Linked DNA regions of Mus musculus: regions 1, 2 and 3 are each linked to region 4. A link is a contact called in public HiChIP or PLAC-seq and promoter capture Hi-C data. All regions are on one chromosome and are shown on one strand. The core of a region is the stretch at or near the end of the contact, and the rest is flanking DNA. Distances in the headings are between cores, read along the strand shown.

Evidence for each region. Promoter capture Hi-C pulls out the DNA fragments that hold promoters and counts their contacts. HiChIP or PLAC-seq counts read pairs in DNA pulled down with a chosen protein or histone mark.
Region 1: a contact with region 4 is called in an H3K27ac HiChIP or PLAC-seq map of VIP interneurons, with 7 times the contacts expected there. The contact joins two enhancer-like sites. A contact is called at or near these places in 1 of 39 promoter capture datasets (embryonic stem cells), 4 of 115 datasets of contacts at active chromatin or transcription factors (VIP interneurons, astrocytes, embryonic forebrain and 1 more) and 3 of 9 other capture datasets (adipose tissue, liver and pancreatic islet).
Region 2: a contact with region 4 is called in an H3K27ac HiChIP or PLAC-seq map of VIP interneurons, with 11 times the contacts expected there. The contact joins two enhancer-like sites. A contact is called at or near these places in 2 of 39 promoter capture datasets (embryonic stem cells and hippocampal neurons), 10 of 484 Hi-C or Micro-C datasets (the AML12 cell line, cerebellar granule neurons, cortical neurons and 7 more), 6 of 115 datasets of contacts at active chromatin or transcription factors (VIP interneurons, embryonic forebrain, embryonic stem cells and 2 more) and 1 of 9 other capture datasets (adipose tissue).
Region 3: a promoter capture Hi-C map of hippocampal neurons shows a contact between it and region 4, with 4 times the contacts expected there. The contact joins two enhancer-like sites. A contact is called at or near these places in 5 of 39 promoter capture datasets (cranial neural crest, embryonic stem cells, frontonasal cranial neural crest and 2 more), 1 of 484 Hi-C or Micro-C datasets (cortical neurons) and 1 of 115 datasets of contacts at active chromatin or transcription factors (stem cell-derived neural progenitor cells).

The regions. Positions count from the first base shown.
Region 1 is chr12:50,807,194-50,811,995 of GRCm38.p6, forward strand. No RefSeq gene overlaps it. Among named protein-coding and RNA genes, the nearest start is that of Prkd1, 160 kb to the left of the region's middle. Within about 2 kb of position 1,953, at least 2 of the 459 cell types and tissues checked have an H3K27ac peak or open chromatin away from gene starts, as enhancers often do. A contact at or near this core is called in VIP interneurons, where this site is marked.
Region 2 is chr12:50,710,411-50,714,702 of GRCm38.p6, forward strand. No RefSeq gene overlaps it. Among named protein-coding and RNA genes, the nearest start is that of Prkd1, 63 kb to the left of the region's middle. Within about 2 kb of position 2,376, at least 6 of the 459 cell types and tissues checked have an H3K27ac peak or open chromatin away from gene starts, as enhancers often do. A contact at or near this core is called in VIP interneurons, where this site is marked.
Region 3 is chr12:51,293,259-51,297,565 of GRCm38.p6, forward strand. It overlaps the pseudogene Rps11-ps4. Among named protein-coding and RNA genes, the nearest start is that of G2e3, 53 kb to the right of the region's middle. Within about 2 kb of position 1,718, at least 11 of the 459 cell types and tissues checked have an H3K27ac peak or open chromatin away from gene starts, as enhancers often do. A contact at or near this core is called in cortical neurons and hippocampal neurons, where this site is marked.
Region 4 is chr12:49,372,354-49,376,821 of GRCm38.p6, forward strand. The region is part of intron 1 of Gm34304 (predicted gene, 34304); the gene reads right to left. Among named protein-coding and RNA genes, the nearest start is that of Gm34304, 7.2 kb to the right of the region's middle. Within about 2 kb of position 2,553, at least 32 of the 459 cell types and tissues checked have an H3K27ac peak or open chromatin away from gene starts, as enhancers often do. A contact at or near this core is called in VIP interneurons, cortical neurons and hippocampal neurons, where this site is marked.

The DNA.
Region 1 (4,802 bases), core at 703-3,202, 1.4 Mb after region 4:
GGAGAGGAAGTGTCTAGCCTCCCAGACTTGAAGTGCTCAGTATATTTTAGGGGCATGTTTCATCGTAAAATGCAACTCAGATGTGCTCCTCAGTCTTATAGGCCTTAAACATTAACGTTATTGATGATATACAGGGTTGTTCATTCCCAGCGCATATTCTGTTTGCTTGTGTCAAGAAGCACACCTCCAACTGGAAACAGTGCTCTCTGCCCAGGAAGACTGGGGGATGACTCATGGAGACTCACCATTTCCTTTGTCCTGTTTGAACAAGGACAACCCAGCTCCTTAGGGACACAGGCTCTAACTCCGATTCCACAAAGAAGCGCAAAGTAGTATCCCACCATACTGAAAAAATTCCCAATTCAAAGGGAGCTTAAGAAAAGGAACCTGAAATAGATGTTTATAGATGTTTATAGATGTTTATAGATGTTTGTTTATAGATGTTTATAGATGTTTATAGATGTTTATAGACGTTTATAGACGTTTATAGACGTTTATAGACGTTTATAGACGTTTATAGACGTTTATAGACGTGTATAGACGTGTATAGACGTGTATAGACGTGTATAGACGTGTATAGGCGTTTATAGGCTTGTATAGGCGTTTATAGGCGTTTATAGGCGTTTATAGACGTTTATAGACGTTTATAGACGTTTATAGACGTTTATAGACCTTTATAGACGTTTATAGACGTTTATAGACGTTTATAGATCGTTTATAGACGTTTATAGACGTTTATAGACGTTTATAGATCGTTTATAGACGTTTATAGACGTTTATAGACGTTTATAGACGTTTATAGATCGTTTATAGACGTTTATAGATGTGTATAGACGTTTATAGGCGTTTATAGACGTTTATAGGTGTTTATAGACGTTTATAGACGTTTATAGGCGTTTATAGACGTTTATAGGTGTTTATAGATGTGTATAGGTGTTTATAGGTGTTTATAGGTGTTTATAGATGTTTATAGATGTTTATAGATGTTTGTAGATGTTTATAGATGTTTATAGATGTTTATAGATGTTTATAGATGTTTATAGGGCTGGGTTGCTCACTATCATACTTATATCAGAGAGACAACAGCAGGCCCCTTTTCAGTGTTCCAGTTACACATCACCTGTTTCTTTTTAACACAGTTCTTTGGTTTCTTGCTGGGTTTCTTGGCTTCCTGTAGATTTCCATTGTAGAAGCTGTTAAAAAAAATCTTTTAATTGCACCAAACGAAGTACCGTCTTTTGTTAAGAGGAGGGTAGCTTACATCTTCAGGAACGTGTGTCTGAGAGTGCAGCGGCATGTGGTGCACATTGAAGAGGGCAAAACCAGTGCAGAATTCTTCTTTTTTCTTCCTCACATGTTTCCTGGCAGCATTTTAAATTTATTTATAATAACGGCTGTCATTAATATTATGTTCACTTGGTTGAAATTATTTTGTTTCTGCCTTTGGAAATAGAGCTGCTCAAATCTGGTAAATAATAACACATTATATAAGTACTGTGGATTATTTAACATTCTGATTAATGAGATATTTTCTAACCCAAAATGACCATCTTCAGAGCTCTGCAGATGCAAGCTTGTCAATCTCAGATCATGAATAGTGTTTACATTTGAGAGATGAATCCGAAACACGGGTAGAGTGGTTCATTTTGCCTTCAAACATTTTTTTATATAATAATGGATTGAATAATCAGGATAAAAGGTTCTCATTAGATAGTGACCTTGTCTGTATGGCACCGAGCCAGACCAGATGACACTAGCTCCTCTGAAATTTCAAAGAGTTGTTTTAGAATATAAAATCAGATTCTGCCCTAAGCAGACTCTTTCTATTTTGGTTGACTATCAAACAAGCACAGTGAAAACTGAATAGGGGGCAGGGTAAGAGTGGGTCGAGTAAAAAGGGGGAGGGGTGGAACAGGGCTTCCTCCCCTGTAGCCTCTGCTGTTCTGCCCTTCTACAAAATGCATCTGGTGAGAGGATACGGAAACCACAATCTCTGCTTCATGCTTTTCAGCAGGAGGATGGAGGCTAATGACACTTAAGCATCCGCCCTGTTGATGTATGAAAAGATTTCCTCTTCGCTCACTTAGTGGTGTCTGTCTGACACCATCAGATTTGGCTATCTGGGCCATGACCTGGCACAGGTGTCCTCCTCCAAATGTATGGCACTTAGGACCACATCGACTCTGTCCTCGTTAGGCTATCTGCTGCTCTGTCGAGTTTCCTTTCACAGGCAGTAATCTTGGTACGCTTTATCCTTGCTTTTAGAGATGGGTGTGTCTACAAGCTTGTTTTTAAAGTCAGATTTCCAGTGGTTGGGTCTTACTTTACTAAGAAGCAGGAAGTGTTAGAGAAGAAAAGGAAGATGCAGGCAAAAGGAGAGCATCCGGGTAACCGCGAAATCAGTTCGACCCTTACTGATTCTAGGCTGATTTTTTTTCAGGGACATGTTTTTAAAATGCACCATGTCATCCCAGAGTCATGAACTGTATATAAAATAAAAGATATTACCTCCTCAAAAAGAAAAAATCCTTAGAAAAGTGTTTCAGAACAAAATGCTTCCCACTACTCTTAACATCTGGGATCTAACATTCTCTTCCTCTGTGTTCGAAGCCCTTCCATTGCTTCAGAGTTACAAAAAGTAAAAATAAATTTCTGGGTAGCGTGTTTCAACCAGACTGAACAGAGTAGAATTATCCATGTGAAAAGAACTTTTTGTAATGTTGGGAGCATTTGTATTCTCTCCTTCCTCACTGTGGGAGGTATATTCTAACTTGTGATCCTTCTACCGCCACCTTGTCAGCATATCCTACTGGCCTGTTCAACCACAACTCACAACAGCCACCTTCCAAACACAAACGCATGCAGTCACACATCTTGGTCATTTGCAATCGATGTAGCACTGTGCGCTGTCAACCATCAGCACCTCATACGGAAGGTGACAACTGAGAAGAGAAGAAAAACTGATATTGCTGTTAAGGACTTAAGAGAAAGGGGGTGCTCAGTATGGATAGGATCCTGGGGAATTCAAAACCAGGAGAAACAAGGAAAGAGGTGACATGAAGCAAAGGCTTGAAGAAGCCGATTTTCTGTGATACCCAGACCCGAAGACCCGAAGTGCTTCATGGAACCTAAAAACGGTGGCTTTTGAAGGAAAAAAAGAAAAACCAGAAATGTAACCAATTAACTTACTTTCACTTCAAATAGCCAAATGCATGATTATAGAGGGGGAAACTACCATGTCAGCTCCAGCACTGAGAATGAGAGACACGTTTATATCAGGAACATGAGCACAATTGTTGCACTGAAAGCAACATGGAGGACCCGTTTGCAATTTCCAGAGTGAAAGAAAGCAAGAGCTAGTAGAAAATGAAGCTCCTGACCTCAGGTCAGTGCCGACGGACACTTTCAGCACCATAGAGATCCATGCTCTTGCACCCGTGATAAAAGCACACGTTTTGGCAGCAGGGTTTCTGGCTTTTATATGGACTATGGGAATACCTATCCACCAAAGATAGCAGAGGCTTCCTCTGTATGGTGACTCAGGTGCCCACCCAGCTTAGTTCTAGCCTTGCTGCCAGGCAATGACTTTCTCGAAATCTTATTTGGGGGCCTTTAGCAACATTGACTGTTCTAAATGGTGTGTTCAGTACTGTGCAACTCTGATTCTGAATAATACATGGGGCTCATCATTGGTGCCAAAGAAGCTTATCTGAAACCTAGCAATTTTTAGAACAATAAAATTAATCTGAAACTAGTCTTATTACGGCAACGAAAGGTACAAGGCTAATTTAGATAGCACACACACACACATACATACACACACACACACACACACACACACACACACACACACTGAAGGCCCCAGTTTCTTGGTAGCAAAGAAACTGACTAATTAAATTTAAACATAAAAACAGTAAGTTTTTCATACAAGGCAGTAAAAATGAAATGGAAGTGTCATGGTGTTATTCTTATTCACACACACTCACAAAATGTTTTAGCAATTTATTCAGTTCAAAGTGAAAATTGTTCCCAGGGTCCACTGTGTCAGAGGAAAGCATAAGTTGTTAATTTAACTTCTTTCTCATCCTTTCTTCGATAACAGATTAAGATGAATATATTACTACTGTTTAGACTGTTTCTCTCTTTAAGCATATGTCCATGCCATTGAGCAAGGGGAATCCTGACTGGCCACTGTATGAGGGCGTCTTCCTTGAGCCTTCCCTAAGGATTGGTATTTTGTCTGGAATTAGCATACCCTTTACCCTGAGCTGCCAGCAAGAATAAAATCATGACGTATTGCAGTCATTTTCTCTGTTCATCCGGATAGATCTCATGCTTCGCGTGAGCTTTTCTCTCTAGTTCCTCAAGTGGTTTGGGAGGTGGGGGGCTCTGTGTCATCCACAAGAAACAGTGCATCCTGGCTTGGGTCAGTATTCTGTAAGTAAGCTGGCCTTCCTGGTTCTTGATTCCTAAGAAAGAACAATAAGAGATTAGAAACAGAAAGCATACTGTGGGAATACTTGTGGGAATTATAGTAATGACATAAGCATCAAACAGCCACAGGGAAAATGCCATTTTCTTTAGTTTGAAGCATGAGGTACAAAGAGATGGCTGAAGAGAATTCCAGCTTCATTAAAATTTCCCATATATGGAAAACTTAAGGTTGCCATCCTTCCTGGGATTCATTTATTCATTGTTGTGCTCTGAAACCCTTCATCAATTCTGTTCGTGGAAAGAAAAAGTAAACACACACACACACACACACACACACACACACACACACACACACACACCACTTACCA
Region 2 (4,292 bases), core at 1,126-3,625, 1.3 Mb after region 4:
TAGGACTTGAGAACAGTCCTAAAAATTCTATCTGTACTGAAACTCTACCTTTAACTTCAAATGAAGGGGCATCTCTCCTGCCCCTATGACCCAACGCTACACTTGCTCTTGTGCTGGGACTCATCTCCTACCTCATCTCGTTGACAAGCTCATGCTAGCATGTTTCCCCTTTCTTGGTCCTCAGTCTCCAACTCAGTTTCTCTCCCAGTTTTTTCTATCCTAAAAAACCATCTCTGAACTTTACCTACTGCCATATCTTTTTTTCCTCTTCATAAACAGGCTACTTTAAAAAATAAGACTTCAATTTTAAACATAAAAATCTTGATCTATATTTTCTCAAGCATTATAGAAACGTTATTTGCCAACATATGCTGACAAACTGGCTTTATCAGACCTCCTGGAGCCGCAGACTCTTGAGTGTTCTAAAACATGGGGTAGTCAACTCCATTGTCTGCTTCATATATTTATCACACCTGTTTTGTAACTTTCTGAATCAATTCTTATAACTCTTATCTCTCCCAATACTGCCCACTTTGCATAGTGGACTCAGCTGTGATCTGTGACCCTGAGCCCATGCTATTCACACCTATGATGGCCAACTCTCAATGTTGTGTTCCTACCCAGAGCCTCTCGCTGGGCTCCTCAAGGGCTGTTTACTAACAAATGGCTACCTTTTGCTTTGTGTGACCCCAGAACTCAGGTCACACTACTGGTTATTGCATTCATCCTGTTCTGCTCCCAAGCCACATGTATGGCTGCATTTCATCTCCTATTGTGGCCACTTCATCAACATGTGCTCCTCCTTGCTTTGTCTTCACAATTTCAAATCTCTCTTTGCTTGTGTTTCTAAGAATAGTGTCAGAGCTTTGACCAGCAGAGATGTTTTAGTCCTCCATGGAGTTGAAGATATTCTATGTTTGGTGGCTTACAGACCTTATCTAAGCCAGATACCATAAGAAATATATTATTTTAAAAATAGATTAATTATACATACAAACATGTTCTGCCACTATGCACGCAATGAGTCAGGAGGACACAGAACTAGCATTCATTTGAGTTTGCTTACTAATCTTTCCCCAGGTAAACACTGAATGCCTCAGAGTAATTATGGTGCATAATGCTATTTAAGAAAAGCGATAGCTCTTGTAGGACTTGCAGAATTGCTTAGAAACTGACAGAATGCTGTAAACATGATCTTCACATAGAATTTAAATGGTGGGGCTAGGTTGAAAACTCGGTTGGTAGGGTGCTTACCTATCATGCATGAAGCGTTGGGTTTGAATCTGAGAACCAGCTAAAACAACACATGTTGATACAAACCTGCAATCCCAATATTAGATATAGGCAAGAGGATGAAAAATTCAAGATAATTTCTTCCTACACAGGGATTCCAACCCAGGATACATTATACTGAGTGGGGGAGAGGAAGGAGGAGGGGGAGGGGAGGGGAGAGGGAGGGAGAGAGAGAGAGAGAGAGAGAGAGAGAGAGAGAGAGAGAGAGAGAGAGAGAAAGAGAGAGAGCTTATGAAGATGATTCAATGGACCAGAGTGTTTCTCTATAAGCCCTATACCTACAATTCTGGTTCCAATTTCTAACAACAACATGCAAAGCCAGTCATGGCAATGTGTGCCTATAACATTAGCATGAGTGGACAGAGACAAGATAAAGTGATGGAGGAAAATTCCAGACAACCTTCTCTAGCTCCTACATTCATATAAACATGTTTATACAACCACACACCCATCTGCACACAATACACAGAATAAATAAAGAACATGAATAATATTCAAAATTAACTAGTCATACACACATCTACCTGTACTTAATAGTACCTCTGTATGTATTTGTATGTACCCACTATCATCTCTCACCATCATCATCTTACCTAGAAAATGACTGACAGCTGCCTACAGTAACCATGAAACTCAGAGGATTAGTTCCTATTCATCAGATCACATTATAATCTTATAGCATAAGCAAAAAAAAAATGAGATTCTTGAGGTTTTCTGACTCCTAGTTCTGCATAGTTTTTACTGAACCAGTTCACTGTCTAAATCCTAGAGACAGGTTATCATCGCGTCTTCTTTAAATAAGTCGTTCCAGTAGCTTATGGAATTAACCAACATCTCATTTCCTCATTATCAGAGTGTTCAGGCAATCAAATCTACTCTCAAGCCTGTGCCTTCCAAATCAGAAGAAGGTTCAAATCTGAGAAGTGAATACATTTATCTAAGCAGAGCCTGTCAGAATATTTTTAATAAAAACCTGGCCCAATTTCAGAGCTTTCTTTTCATTAGGGCAGGTCTGAAAGCAAAGGCCTTGAAAGTGGTTAGAAAAACATAGTGTAATCACTATGGTCCCATTATCCTGTCCCTGGGTAATCATTAGGCCTCGGGTTGCCAAAGCGAAGGGCGGCAAATTACTCATTTATTGTTGCCTGAGCTGTGCAGAAGATTGAAACTGGACTACTAATGATTTTTTTTCACCTTGTTTGGGAGATTCTGTAGAGGAGTTCTCATGCAGCACTGAGTCTGACTGGCCAGAGATGGGGCTTTAAGAAAAATATGAACAGGCAGCGAACATTGCTTTCTCGAGTGAGGCCAGGAAGCTCCCCTACCTCTCTATAGCAGTTCTACAGGACGAGTGGAATTGATTAAGCTGCACAACCAGAGAGGAAACCGGTGGGTCTGAGTACTACGTCCTCAAGGACTCCAAGAGACCAAGTACTTAGTTGACATGGAGTCAAACACAAAACAGAGTTAAGACAAATATTTACCAAGTATAGGGAAACAATATTTTAAATATATCATTTAGTTTTATGTTCAATAAAGAGTCCAAATCTAGGGGTGGAGAGAAGCAAGCAAATACTCCTACTTTCATTCAAATGTTTGCAGATTCCAGCATGAACAGGTAAGCTTGACCACACCCAAGTCACCCATTACTAAATTCATATCCACCGCTGAAACAAACATATGCACTGACCTTCTGACTAGACCCCTCGACACTTAGGAGTAGAGTGACATTTCCCACATCACATAAGGGAATACAATGGTCACTACAAGGCAGCTCTGAGTATTTATATGGCCGTACTAACTGAAGTGAGATTACTAAAAATATAATTTACCAATCTGGATGAGCAAAACGGCCCTATTATAAGGGAAATGCAATTTAGGTATGGAGTCTGATTTTAAGGTACAAAGGTGCTGGGCAGGCACTGAGAGAAGAGAGAAGGGAGGTTTAGAAAGTCTCAGAGAGTCTTTTGAAGTCAAATGTTACATTTGGAAGTACAGATAGAAAGCTTCTTGCTTCTATAGGAAATGGTACATTGTCTGGAATGGGGATGCAGGAATCAAAAGGCATTGATTTCTATTGCCAGCTCGGCTGGTGACTGCCTCTGTAGTCAGAGGCAATTTCCTTAGCCTATTTGTGACTAAACCTCGGCATCTACAAAATGAGGTTCGTAATCTTTTCTGCTTGAGAACAGTGAGTATTATTATTAGGACTTTTGTTCATGTTATTAATGTTTGCAATGGCTTCAGGGATTTTCAAATAAAAAGCATTATGGAAGTCCTAATATACCATTAATACTATTTCCATGTTATTCAAAAAGCGTACTACGGAAGCTGATGAGTGAACATTTACAACATTTTCTTTTTCCTCTATTTTCTTTTTTTTTTGTTTCTTTCTTTTTAAAGAAATAGCTGAATTAAGCAGTATTATTAAATGCATAGATTTTGCCCTTAAATAACATTTAGAAAGCCTACAAGGGCTACCTTCTGATCTACTTTATATTATGCAAATACCAATTTTGGAGCAGCTAACAAAAGATTCAGTATTTTTTTTTAATCTATTTTATTCTCTAAACTCAGGGCTCTGTTTCACTCCTATATCTATCGTGATTTGTTCAAAACTTAGAATGCTCTTGTTATTTGTAAATCATAACCCTTTCTTTAACTGTGTATTTCTTAAAACATGTCTGATAGATCATCATTCAGTTTTCTAAGTGACTGTAACATGATGACACCCTTCAAGCCTTGGGAGTTTGCAGAGCTTGCTTAATGTTCAGTGTCTTATAGATGCTGGGTGCACTCTGATGGCACCTGGCTTTCGGTGGCTATTAAAGTGTGCATTACAGACATAGGGCTCCGATTTTTACCTACGGAACCCATTTCTAGAGCTCTCTATTGTAACATTATCATTAAGGTTACTGGCCCTATGCTGCAGACAACATAATTAAATCCTATTGCAATTACTCTTGTTAGGAAATCTTCTGCTTCTTGGCACTAAAGAT
Region 3 (4,307 bases), core at 468-2,967, 1.9 Mb after region 4:
AGAGGCCTGCGCCATCTTATAATGGCGATTGCTCGCGGCACACACGGCTCTCCTCAGAGATTACTGGCGGCACGCACACGATTATTCGCAGCACATACCGGCTCTCCACAACTGTCCTTTCCAAGTGTTCTTTCATTTGTCTAAATTTCTTCCAGGCAGCTTGGTTGGTTTTTGCTTTCCTAGATCGATGGTCTAGTCTCAAAAGTCTTCCTTGAAGCTTGGCTTGTCTGAATTTTTGCAGTTTTTATTGTTTACTATGGCAGGGAGGGGCCTAGTGAATCTGATCATTTCCAGGGACTTCCTGAAGCTATTTTGAGTTGTTTACTTTCCTGACCAAGGAGCTTCCCTGAAGGATAGAATGTTTCAGTCTTAAAAGAAACTGTTTCACAACACTATTCTTCAACATTTCTGTGGTCCTCTTGAAGAAGACCTGTTCCTTCTAAGCCTAATAACATTAGTAGCTGGGCAGTGGTGGCGCCGCCTTTAATCCCAGCACTCAGAAGGCAGAGGCTGGCGGATTTCTGAGTTCAAGGCCAGCCTGGTCTACAGATTGAGTTCCAGGACAGCCAGGGCTACACAGAGAAACCCTGTCTTGAAAAAAAATAAAATAATAATAATAACAACAACATTAGTAAAGGATCCACTCTGTCAATTTAATCTCCTTCATCATGAGGTTTGATGATCTTTCTATAAAGAGTGTCAACTGATTCTCTGTAGTGAGAATTTTGGTTTCTTTGAAAAACACAGAACTATTAAGAGAATATGTTTTCATTTTAATCCCAGGTATGGGATATGTGGCTGCTTCTGATAGTCCACAGCAAGTGACTTGGCTCATGATCTAGCAGGGGTGAGGTTTTGCCAGAAGCAGATTTGTTTCTGTGATTGTGTGATGTTTAGAATTCTGGGGGGATTTCAGAGGCCATATAAATGCTAGGGCCCCAAGAGATTGGTTGAGTAGATTGTTGGTTGTTGGTTGGTTGCTGTTGGTTGTAGTTTGTTAAGTAGTCCTGCACAAAGCAGAAATAAGAAGAAAAAAAAAACAGTGAAGATCAAACTTGCCCCAAGGAACTTAACACCTCAAATCAACAGGAAGTAGTCTAATGATAATGCCACCCCTTTCTTTTTTTATTCTGTTTTCCTCTCCTGCCTAGTGTTAGGGGGCTGAAAGGGTGGAGAAGGATGGAAGAAAAGAAGAACCCACAAAGCAGCCAAAAGTCCAGCTCCAATTCTCCTCTTAGAGGTGGATCAGCATTACTTTTACTTATTTTTAGGGAACAGAAAGCCTCATAAAAGAATGTGCATGTCTTTGGAACCTGATCAGAAAAGCTATCCTTGGTTCCCCCTCGCTCTCACTGGGAACCCAGCCACCATTACAGTGCTGGCCCTTCAGAACCAAGCCACCATGCTGTAAGGGAGAAACATGGAAAAGTGACCTGTGCTTATTTATGAATGCTGACCCTAGCTGAGGACCCAGCTAACAGCTAGTATCAACTGCGAGGTGTGGGTAACCCCATCTCCAGATGATTCCAACCGTCTCAGTTGATGCCAAGTTCATCAGAGAGAAGCAGAAATGGCAACTTCAGCCAAAATGAAAGATCTGTGAGCAAACCAAATGTCATTATTTTAATCCACTAAATTTTTGTACATGTACTATGTAGCAATGGATAGCTGAAACAATACTAAAATAAACTACAACCCAAATGCTCAGAGCAACTCCTTAGATAAGCCTCCAACTGGATACAAATGTTGTTTTAGAACCACAAAACCAGAATGCTCCAACGAAGCACGGCAAGCTGTGCCCAGAATTACAATTGGATTATATAATTAGCAGAGCACAAGATGCAGAGAGATAACCTAAAGCTTTGCCATGTTGAAATACTTGCCATCGTTACAGACTCCTGGCTTCCTTTCCTGACCGCCATATACTCTTCTCCACACAGCAGCCAGAATAGAATCCTTTAAATGTTAGTCAAATTATGTCTTCTTCCTACCTCCAAAGCCTTCAGTAGCTTTCAATTTTACACAAAACATAATTGCAATCATCCCTCTGGCCAGATGCCTACCTATTTTTGCTTTCCACCTAGCTCATTTCCTTCCCACATTTCACATGTATGCTACTTTACCCACTTGACATCCTTCCTGTCCCTAGAGCTTGCCAAGTGTGTTTCTATCTTGGAATTCCCCCCCCAGCTTATTCCTGTCCATGCTCAAGATTGCTTTAGTATGGGGATTCAAAGATACCACAACATAAAATAGAGCTCCCAATTCTCTATCGTTTTCCTTTATAACTAACCATCAGTTGACATAGTACACGAATATCTGTTTACATGTTTATTTTCTATCTCCTTCCATTAGAATGTGGGCACCATGGAAGTAGGAACTTTATTGCTTATCTCCAGAACTTAGGACAGCATCTAGAACACAATAATTATTGTTGGATGTATGAATAAATAATTTTTAAAACAAGAGCCAAGCTAGGCATGGTGGTACATAGAAGTTGTCCTAGTGTTTTGTAGGTAGAGGTCAGAAAAAAGTAACTTGAGATATGGGCTATACAGTGACTTTTAGGTCAAAGGCTCAACTACCACAGTCATACCTTGTCCAAAAGAAATAAGAGGTACAAGATGTAGACACTTAAAATCAAGTATGATTTACACTTCAGAGCATGTGTTTGCCTGTATACTAAGGTGTTAGTAACTGATGGTAGCTGTGTTATGTACGCTTCTGTACACAAAAACACAAAGATCTGTAAAAAATTTTAATCTGAAACATTGACTATGAATGCATGTATAAGATGAAAAATGCCACATGAATACAAGATATCTAAAAACACAATAGATAACTTGTCAGCATTTCAGAAGGTATTACATGTTAATCAGTGTATTTACCTATAGTAAGTCCTGTTCAACACTATTTCAGACCTTGTTCTAAAGTAAAAGGATGAAGGGACTGCTATGGACATCCCCAAACTCCATTAGTCACAGGCTTACACTGCTGTGGACATCCTGAACTCCATTAGTCACAGGCTTACACTGCTGTGGACATCCCAAACTCCATTAGTCACAGGCTTACACTGCTGTGGACATCCTGAACACAATTTGTTTACATCTAAAACTTCTCATTCTTTGCCCAGCCTCAAATCTCCTACAGAAATTCCTTTAACATTTCCATAGCACAATGAAACTCATTTAAAGGCCTAGAAACAAAGTTTCCATGTGTTTATGAAAGAAAAAAATGCTCAAATATATAGAACTCTAGGTTAACAACTATCTTTTCTTTCAATGTTTTCAAGCTGTTGTTTCTCCATTGACTTCTGAATCCTGAAGATTCTATGAAGACAAAAGAATGGAAATAAATCTATCATATTTACAATAAAAACAACAGAAAGTAAGTGTAAACTATATGTTGCCAACTGAATTTCAGAATAAAGGTTACCAAAAATTCAGAAAGCCACCTCTTGTAACAAAGGTGTTAATTATAAAAATAACATATCTCTACCTATGTATCCACCAAGTAATAAAGTTTCAAATAAACAAATGAGAAATAGACAGTTAAAGAGAAATGAGCACATCTAATTAATCATAAATTTCAATGTTCGTATCTCAATATTTGATAGAAACTGTAGAGTGAAAATTTATAGACACATAAACAGTTTGAACAACATAATGAGGTGATTTGACCTGTTTAAATTTGTTAAGAAATAAACAACCAAATGTAGATATATGGAACATTTATAAAATAGTATATATGGAACATTTAGCAAGATAGACCCCTTTCTGAGCCCTAAAATGAAACTCAATAAATTGTAAGTAATTTAAATTATACAAAATATATTAAGTTACCATGATACAATTTAATTAGACAATTCCAGTTTTCTGGAAAATATTTCAAGATCTTAGAAATTAGATAGCAAGGCTGGAGAGAGGGCTCAGTGGTTAAGAGCACCAACTGCTCTTCCGAAGGTCCTGAGTTCAAATCCCAGCAACCACATGGTGGCTCACAACCATCCGTAATGAGATCTGACACCCTCATCTGGTGCATCTGAAGACAGCTACAGTGTAGTATTAGATAGCATAACTTTAAGTAGCCTGTGATAGCAATGAAAAGACAGCACATTAAATTTCAAATAAAGCTACTTAAAGCAATACATAGGAGGAAAATCATAAACCTGAACAAATATACTGTAAAAGAAGAAAATTCTCACTTTCTTTCTCAAACTGCTGGAAATATGGTGGACATTCAGACAGAGCATGCTTACCAAAAGCAGCCTACAATCTTTCAAAACAAGAAGCGTGTTTTGCTGGGAG
Region 4 (4,468 bases), core at 1,303-3,802:
GCTGCTATTTGAATGAAATTTCACTTCCAACCTTTTTTTAAAAAAAAAACATAGGGTTTGGAAATGATTTGGGGTGTCATTTCTTGGGAGTTTGTACAAACAGAAGATATTTGGCACTTTGTATATTAACAACTACAGTAATGTTTTGTTAAAGAAAAAAACACTACAAAGGTGAAGTAACTTCCTAAGAGGAAGAATGGTAATGCCAGAAGATCTTGAGTCTGCATGTCACCAACTTTTAGGTGGCAGGAACACTTCATCTGTGAATCACAAACCATCACTAAACCCACTGTATAACATTTATTACACATCTGATTTAACTTGGCTTTTTGCTGATGATCTTCTCCTAGGAAACTGGATCGATGAATCATGACTTTTTGGCCAGAATTATATGAAAGTGTATAAAGCTTTATAAGATGATCACTCTCTTGGGGGGTGGGGGGGTGCATCCCTTCTTGGCAAGGGATACCAACAAGCCCCCAAAAGTAGACCCTAAAAAGTTCTTCCAACTAAAGAAACATACCCTACACATGAGACCATGCAAAGCACAGAGCATCTCTGTGGCAATTTCTTGTGGCATTTTCTTCAGAGGACTGCACTGAAGAACACTATAGAGTCTCAGTGAGAGCCATCCTGACTTCCCCGGACAAACTTCCCGGGGGAAGGAAAGGTGGCACTGGAGAATAGATGGACTAGGATTTGCTGCTAGAGGCAACCAAGAGCTTTAGCTAGACTTAGGATAGTCCTACTCTTTAGAGAGAAGCAAAGCTGTCCAGTTTATCCCCGGGGATAACTGAAAAGCAGCAGAAAGGGGAGGGAGCATCCCACTCACTAAAAGTTGTTGTACCCCCTTTCCAGACCCCATATTAAGAAAAGAGGAGAAGTGAGGGAGTGGTGACCATGCCTTGAAAAGAAAACAAGAAAAGAAAAGAAAAAAAAGCCAACATTGCTTGGGAAAATCTCCACAGATGAGCATTTCAGTTGCATTAAGTGGTTCCCATTAGCAGCCTACCCACGTAGAGGAAGGCTAGCACGCTGTTAATATAATGCAGGAGAGGGATGATAGACCTCGGAGTGAAGAGTGGAAGAGCTAGCTTTGCATAAACCAAAAAAGGAAAAAAAATCTGAGGATTTGAGTTCTTAGGGCCTTGCGGTAGAGTGGTGGAGTGGGCTTAGAACCCTCAGGCCTTAGGCCACCGGACAGCCATCTAGTGTTTGTGATTTTTAAAATACATATTTAACTACCTTAAAATAATTTAGACATACACCAGGAAAATAGTTTAATGGTTCCTAATTGAACTGCTATTGAGTCAGAAGAAGAGGAAGAACCCTCAGAGGGCGTCCAAATCCCGCGTGGAGCATCTGAGACTAGGAGGCAGGAAAGTGGGGGGAAAGGGTCTGTCTCGGCATCACCTCCGCTCTCTTCATCTTATTCTTGGAGAAAAGTTGGTAGACATAGACTAGAAAAGAGAGAGAGAGAGAGAGGAAAAGGGAAGGAAAGGTGAGACATCTAAGAAAAAATAGGAAGAGAGGGAAGGAAGAAACCAGGGGAACCGAAGAGATAAAACTCATCGGAAGTTCGGGTACTAGCTACACTTATTTTTTAAAAAGAATTCAATCATTCTGCTCCTTTCTCGTCCTGCTAGCTTAAACATTTTTATAGGCAACTTCGGGCAGATAAAACTTTGAAGTGAGATGGGGAAGGCTGAATGTCTGGCCTGGATCACCATAGAGGCTGCGGCGGTGGCAGCAATGTCCGCTAAGGGAATGTAGCGCACATTAGGAAATTCTTCTTCCAGCCGCCCTAGCCTCCTTTAGAGTATCCCTGCCCAAAGCTTAAATTAAAGTGAGTGGGAAGGTAGGGTGGTTCTCCCCATCTCCCCATTGGATCCAAGCGATCCAACAAGACTTAAAAGCGAAAAGTCCTGCCGAGCGGAGCTCCAAATTCTCCCGCAAACCGCATGCGTTTCTTGACAATACAGGACTGTGCAAAAATCTAGATTTTTCTCTTGCGTGGGTCTGGCTCCAGGGACACAACCAAACAAAATCTGCATTATGGGTATTCCCAGTAGCCTACCTGGGTCGATAAAACTTACAGGACTAATTAGATAAAAAGCAGGGGCCCAGATTTTGTATGCCGGCGGAGCAGGGGGCGGGAACTGGTTTCTTTCTCTGCGCAAAACCAGAGGGAGCCAGACTAAGATGATTCTCTCTTAAACTGTTCCTTTAAGGGACCTGAAATCGGGCTGCTCTAAATGAACCCCAGGTAAAAGAGAATTGCCTCTCCAGCACCTTCCAAATCCTGACCCGCTTCCCCGGTGCACTCCCTGGCACTTTCCCGGGAGATCTACACTAACGGAGAAAGTCTCCGGTTTTTGTCAACCGCGCATAACAATTACTAAGAAAATATTGTGACGATGTTTCAGGGCGGAAGGGGATATGAGGGGGTGGAGTGAGGGAGTTAGTTTGGACAGCAATTTGCAAAGAATATTAACTGATTCTCCGGGTCACCGCGGGGGTAAAGGGGTTGGCATTGCATTATACAGTTGTTCCTCTAGGTGGCGGACTTTAGTACCAAACAACCGCTATGTGAAATGTTGACTTCAAATAGGATTAAGCTTCTTGGTGGTTAAAAATAATAGTAGTAATAATATAGAGGTGTGGGGCTGTTTTTCCCCTTTGGGGTATTTATTTATTGCAGGGAAAAGTCATTGATTTTCCTAAGCAAACTGTGTTTCTCCTTCGCTTGGTGGAAAATAAAAAACTGTTTGAATAAATAAGTTATTTCTGAACATTTTGTTGTCAAAGTGTTAAATGTTCCCGTCATTTTTATTCAAACACTAACATGATTACAGCCAATTATATATTCACCAGTGTTCTTTATTTTAGAGTAATTGTACTTGTCACTAATAAAACAGAGGCATAATGGATCGCTACTGTTCTGGATTCTCAAGCAATTTTGTGTAATTTGATTGAATTATACATCTTATCTGCTACTTTTTTATTTTTATATTTGGAGATCCTATTTTCTTGAAAATTGCAGTTCTATGCTTGTTTTTACTGCTTTTCCAGCAACGTACATTTCCGTAATGCTGAGAAATAGAAAGAATCTCTTTGAAATGTCGGAAATCAGTTGGTTACAACACACACACACACACACACACACACACACACACACACACACACACACACAAACACTAGTTCAGCATCGGAAAGCCCTGAAGTCAGGGGAGTCCAGCAGTGGCTCTGCTCCCCTGACAAGTTCAGTGCCAAGGAAACTCCCCATTCGCCCCAAAGGCAGTCACCTCCCTGCCTGGATGGAGTCTTTGGGGCTTTGTCTCTTTCCTGTAATGATACTGTTAGGTGTCTAGGGCTTCAAACATGCCAAGACAAGCCGACCATGGGTTCTGTTCATATGCAGTATGTATCAAGGGGGAGAAATATACACAGCACAGCTGAAAGATAAACTGTATACAACACTCCAATTACACAACCCTCAAGTGCCTTACCTGCCGGCTCATCCTCACCTCCCCACAATTACAATGACTATCTGTTTGAGCTTTGAGGGGGGCTTTGCAGGGAGCTATAGGACCAGCATCAACTTACCAACACCCCTCCCAATCACAATTTTTTAAATGGGTAGAACACACCCATCTACTCAGTGTCCATATATTGGAACAAATCGAGGAATGAACCTGACAGCAGACAGGCAGGGCTATGATCCTATAGGGATATCTCCGGAACTGAAGGATCAGAGAATGTGCAGTTCTCGTCCCAGGAAATTTTTTCAGCTTCTAGGACAAGACTCAAACGCCCCGCTAGGAGCTGCCGCTGTGAGATGGAGCCAAAGGCTCTGACAAGTGGCTTGTGTATGACCCAATATTTATCAATAACAACAACAACAAAATCAAGTGAAACCAAGGCTTGGGATTTTGAACTGCCTACGGAGTCCTGGCGGATACAGAGGGGCGAATAAAGTCTCTGGAGAACAGTTGGCTCCATTTTTCCGCCCTGGGGAGCAATCCCAGGGCAAAATCCAGTGCTAATTGATCTCAACCAGCCGCAAGATCAGCTGTAAATGTTCAAGGGGACAAAGAAAGAGCAGTGTGCTCCAAAGATACTCTGAGCACTTTTTCAAGCAAATAGAGGCGTGTAATCAATAGCATGTATATGAATATAAATAGAGATAGAGAATTACTTTAATTAATTAGGAAATAATGTTTCGTGTACAATTCCAGACCTACTCAATACCCGTATTCTCCCACTCACGGGTTATTAGGTGGTCTGGACCTAGAACTCCCTCTATGAAAACCTCCAGGCCCAGTTTTTGGATGCGAGATGGTTAGCCCATACTCAGCTTAATTGGGGGCCTTTTTTCTTTGGGGGTATTTATTCTAAACCCAAACGGTGGGTTACTTGGGCAGAAATCCGAGCGAGCAGAGCGCCTGGCCCTACTGGCATTCTGGAA